Linked DNA regions of Nothobranchius furzeri: region 1 is linked to region 2. The links are chromatin contacts, called in public Micro-C maps. All regions are on one chromosome and are shown on one strand. The core of a region is the stretch at or near the end of the contact, and the rest is flanking DNA. Distances in the headings are between cores, read along the strand shown. Region 1 holds the start of rras2 (RAS related 2). Region 2 overlaps rras2 (RAS related 2).

What was found. A called contact is a pair of places that touch in the nucleus more often than the background predicts.
Region 1: a Micro-C map of tail fin shows a contact between it and region 2, with 12 times the contacts expected there. The contact joins the promoter of rras2 here to the enhancer-like site in region 2. A contact is called at or near these places in 2 of 2 Hi-C or Micro-C datasets (skeletal muscle and tail fin).

What each region holds. Positions count from the first base shown.
Region 1 is chr9:61,868,170-61,870,903 of NfurGRZ-RIMD1, forward strand. rras2 (RAS related 2) reads right to left here and starts at 1,402. Exons shown (of 6, transcript XM_015953101.3): 1 at 972-1,402. The coding sequence starts at 1,073.
Region 2 is chr9:61,825,226-61,828,142 of NfurGRZ-RIMD1, forward strand. It overlaps rras2 (RAS related 2), which reads right to left. Exons shown (of 6, transcript XM_015953101.3): 2 at 1,058-1,145; 3 at 785-887. Among protein-coding and RNA genes, the nearest start is that of tub, 15 kb to the left of the region's middle. Within about 2 kb of position 1,531, at least 2 of the 3 cell types and tissues checked have an H3K27ac peak or open chromatin away from gene starts, as enhancers often do. A contact at or near this core is called in tail fin, where this site is marked.

The sequences.
Region 1 (2,734 bases), core at 152-2,651, 43 kb after region 2:
TGGTTAGCAGTGCAGCGAAAAGGTCACAGGTTCAAATCCCGTCTGCGCCGTCTTTCTGTTTGGATGTTTTCGCATGCATCCGACTACTGCGGCTTCCTCCCGCAGAGCAAGATCGTGCACGTCAGGCTGATTGGAAACTAAAACTGTCCTCTAGGTGTGAGTGACTGAATGTGTGTAAGTGGTGGTGCGTCTCTGTGACGGACTGGAGACCCTGTCCAGGGTGTCACCTGCCTCTTGTCGGATGACCACTGGAGACAGACACCAGCTCCCAGTGAGCCTAGTGGGGGACGGAGTGGTTGAGATGATGAATGGGTAGTAAACCCTGGTTGTCACCCCCTACCTGGGCAGAGGAAACACCTTTGCCCCCAAACACAAAACTGTCCCTAAGTGACAAATGGAACAAATTCACACAAACACATTAAAGTTAAGTTCTGTGATGACAACTGGCTCAGACCCTGACCAAATCTGGCGAACTTTACAGAACCAGGAGAGGTCTAACCACCATGGAAGCATGCAGACACAGCAGAACGACTCACAGCAGTTTGGTGGATCTGAAAACGGATTTACAAGCACTCTGTTTTATTTAAAACACCCTGCTTCTGACTGATGTGGTTTGCTGCTCAAGTTCTTTACACTTGCACAACTTCACACGAAAACAGACTATCTTTAAAAGTTTAAGTTTAAAATGCGGACCAGAGCAGACCCAGTTTTCTTTCTCTTTTGACTCGCGGCTATATAAAGTGGAAGTGTTCCTCTCGGAAATCGTTAAAGTGACAGCCACCATCGTTCATTTCTCCCCATTTCGCTCTGAAATCTTTCACCAGCCCCTCGGTGAGCACTCGCAGGCCCCAGTAAAGTCGAGAAGAGCCCAGAAACACGTCCTTTACCCTGGCCTCCTTCTCTGGTGCGTGATGGCCGTGAGTGTTTTCAGATAAGCAGATAAATAAAAAGAAGCGCTGACGCGGACTGACCTGAATAAACTGGATCGTCAGGGCTGATTTTCCGACTCCTCCGCCTCCAACCACGACCAGACGGTACTTCTCCTGCACCGAGCCGTCCTTCCAGCCTGCCATTGAGGACACTTCACGCCGCCGCTGCCGAAACACCAGTGAGCAGCAAACACCCACTTTTCCCCCTCCTTGTAAAAACTGAAGAGGAGGCCCTGCGGTGGAGACACCGGAACGCAGAGAAGAAGCGACGGGCGTGTGAGCCGAAACGACTCGTCCGGTACGTGCTCGAATCAAGAGGGAGGAGGAGGATGCTGGAAAACTGCGGCCGCCTGACCGAGTTCCGGCCTCTACAACACTGCGCCGTCCAAGATGATCAGATAGAGCGAGTAATCTGCAAGCCACTGCTAATGTCTGGCGCAAGGGGCCCTTCCAAAGGCGGTCTGCCTGCCCCTCTTCTCTATGGACACACACACACACACACACACACACACACACACACACACACACACACACACACACACACACACACACACACACACACACACACACACACACACACACACACACACACACACACACACATTCCTGTCACTAAATCTTTAACCTCACTCACATGTTTTGCATTCATAACTACAATTATGCCCAAAATGTACCCCCCCCCCCAATAGCCTACATTTTCTTCTTAACCCTCTGATGCATGAATTATGAAATCTTCAACCATGATTTTTTAAACAATTTTTTTCATTCATCTTTAGGTGTAAATTAAACAAATTTCAACAAATATTTTTTGTAACATTTTGTTAATTTACAAATAATTTATTACATATCCACCTTGGTGGACAGCGTGCATTCTGACCATGAAATATTTTGGCTTGACTTACTGAAGTCCAAATGGAGGGGCTCACATGCAATAAAGTCTTCAACAGCTGTGCTTATAGCAAAAATAAATAAATAACAATTTTGAGTACCTGTCCACTGTAGTGACCATTATGCATCAAAGGGTTAAGAAAATCCCCATGTCTAAAAAGCTGCGCTGCACATGGTTAATATTTAGTTAACATTTAGTTAACATTTAGTTCTGTGATCAGCCGATCAGCATAAAACTTTCTGCAATTAATAACTGATCTCCAGCAAGGTACTTTTTACTTCCAAAGTACTAACTTTCAATTCAATAAAAAGAAAATTAGTTGAGATAAATAAGAATCTTTATCAGCAGGTCAGAGATGTGCAAGAACAGGACATCAGTATTGGCCTGTGAAACCAGAATGGGTGCATTTCTATTAACATAATAATGCATGCTAGATATTAGTTTTTAAATCTAAGGAATTATTTACTCAGTGTACAGTTGTTGTTTATTTTTGAAAAGTATGCATTTATATCTGTCTCAACAAAGCTGAAATGAAAAAATGACCTGGTTTTGTTTTATTGACAGTTACAAGTTTTGTGTTGAGTGTAGAAGAGAGAACAGAAACCCATTTACCTGATATTAAGGACCGAGTTGGATAAAAGGACTGATTGCATGTCATCATGTAGCATGAGGTTATAAATTATGTTCAATTTTACTGATGAGCGCCACCCAGTGGACCAAAGGTACACGAGAAAAATGAAGGTTTTAATTTTTGATTTCCATCTTTATTATGCAATTATTTTACCTATACATCAGGAATGGACATACTGTATCTTCACACAGCATCTTAACTAGTGTGTTTAAATTCAAATAGCTACTGTAAAAATAAAAAAAAAATCAAACAAAAAAACAAGCATTCAAAATAATTAAAAACAAA
Region 2 (2,917 bases), core at 281-2,780:
CTCAGTGTGTTCTCGCTTCATTAATGCCGCCTGAGCGGACACAGTGGTGGCGTAAACACACACACACACACACACACACACACACACACACACACACACACACACACACACACACACACACACACTGGTGCATTTGCTGCATGTGCAACAACAAAGCAGCAGGTGAAAGAAGTTATGCTTTCATTTAAAAAACCACTTGCTGTTGCCGTGGCAACCACAGGTGCTGCCAGATTGACCAACTGCAAAAGCGGTGGAGTTGCAACAGCGACTCCTTTTTGGGTTTTAAAGAAACTTAGGTTTGAAAGCCCGTTAAGGGATAATCAGTAGCATCTGGGGTCTCTGAGGTTAAAGCGCTGCTTGTGCCTGATTGTGTTGTCACTATATACATACATTCATGTCGTTACTGCATACACGCTAAAGTGAAAATGTGCACCACGTGAATGCTTGTCACTTGCTCGCATCGAGTGTTTGTCCTCGCGCTGCAGCTTAAGCAACACACAGGCTTTAAATAGAACGCTAAGGTAGGTGGATAGGTGGATTAACGCAAGCAGGGTTACACAGGAAGTGCTGAGAACAAAGCAAACGACAACAAGAACAAAAAAAAAAGGCCGGAAGCGTAAGCAGCAACAGGTTATGGGTGTCCACGCAAGGTTTACGAAGAGGAGAATGAGAAAGCAATCGTGAGCAGCAAACGGAGCCGCGCAAAGAAAGAGAAGCCTATGAGTGAGAGAGAGTGTGTGTGTGTATGTGTGTGTGTGTGTGCATGATGAAAACTGTCACTTACCTTCCTCTGTCAGTGACTGAGAAGACGAGCAGGAAGCCCTCCCCTGTCCTCATGTATTGTTCTCTCATGGCTCCAAACTCTTCCTGTCCAGCCGTGTCGAGGACTACACCACATCAGCACATGCAACCCCACACACACACACACACACACACACACACACACACACACACACACACACACACACACACACACACTGAGTAACTTGCATCAAAATAAACATTTTAAATCCTCACCAGATGCGGAAGTACGTGCACTGCTTGTGTTTGTACTTACTGTCGAGCCTGGCCGGCCTTTCGTTGATCACACACTGCTTGGTATAGGAGTCTTCGATGGTGGGGTCATAGTCTGTGACGAAGTAGGACTGCATGAGAGACACGACAAGACAAAAAAAAACAGAAGGGCGTTTGAATATTTCAAGTCAAATTATTAGTTTTTCCAATAACTGGCTGCAAAAGAAGAAGAAGAGCCACTCTCTAGCTCCGAACTGCTGATACCAATTCTGGATAACTCGCAATTTTCTCAAAGAGCTACACTTGTTAGAATGAATCTTATTTTTCTAAAAAGACCCCCACCCAATCCAGATTTTTTAGCTCACTGGCTGAACTAATCATGCTGAATATTAGCAGATTTCCTTCATCAGCCAAATCTTTTCAAGCAAGAGTGCGATTTTCTGATACCAAAGCCCGCTTCTTTGCACTCAACCTTATAAGTCTTTTCTGCACGAGCGGAGCTCTGCGGTACACGCTCTATAAACCACCACCACCAGGGGTTTTATATACTGCGCCAGAGGAAGTAACTCTTCTCACTTCCTCAAAGGAAACCAAATTCCTCAATAAACTGAGACACACCAGCCATAAAAATATCAGCCTTTGCTTGTATGGCAGCAGGTTACTAACTGGTTACAAATTAAAAGCACCTCATTTGTTCAATGGCCTAACGACGCACTGTGCTATTCTCAGCATAACACAAAGAAAGTTATGCCAACTTTGAAGAAAACAGTGGATTTAACAGGAAAACATGCAGAATCCCAGTTTGTTCGTGGTGCATCTGGAGTCGTTTCATCATCCACAGCCATGAACAGATCTTTGCACACAGCGCCATCCACCAAAATCTATATACAGCTGTCTACTCTTAGCACGCTTTTATTTTGTAATTCCAACTAATGCTGCAGCAGAAATGTCTGAGTCAGACCTGAGAATAAACAGACACTCCGTCCTCGTGTTTGGGGTTAAAACAGCACAGACAGCCTCACTGACCTCCAGTGTTGGGAGTAACGCGGTACAAAAGTAATTAATTACTGTAATGCATTGCTTTTTGCTGTAATGTGGTGATGGAAGGCATTACAGGGAAAGAAAATGGTAACATTTACTCAGTACAATTGTCAGTAACGCAGTAATTACAATGCATTTTTAAACCCAGAATCAAGATGTGGGTTTCCTAACAATTCAAATTGCGGGAAGCCTGAAAAAAGATCCACATATATGACATCATTTATGGACTCAGCTTTGCGGGCATTCTATGAGCAGAAAGGACGCAGCGGTGATGTCTCAAATACTCCAGCTGCATCCTGCTCGCGGCCGCTGTTATACTCACAAAATCACTCCACCAAAACTAAGTCATTTGTTTGCGATTGTTTATATCAGCCCATATTCTCTGGTACTTCATGTACTTTTCAGCTGAGTTCATAATCTGTGCCCTGGTGATTTCAACTCATCGCTGCGGGAGTGCAGCGCATATTTACCCTTTGATGCATAATGGTCACTACAGTGGACAGGTACTCAAAATTGTTACTTATTTATTTTGCTATTAAGCACAGCTGTTGAAGACTTTATTGCATTTGAGCTCCTCCATTTGGACTTCAGTTTGTCAAGCCAACATATTTACATGTTCAGAATGCACGCTGTCCTCTGAGGTGGACATGTAATAAATTATTAGTAAATTATTAAATGTTACAAAAAATGTTTGCTGAAATTTATTTCATTCACATGGTTGAAGATTTCATAATTCATGCATCAAAGGGTTAAGCATTTTTTATTTTTTGCATTTGGTAGATCCCTTTGGCTGATTACTTAGAAAGTAGGAAATCTAGGAAACAGTTTTTCTGGAAGACGAGAAAACATGCAGCATGCAGGA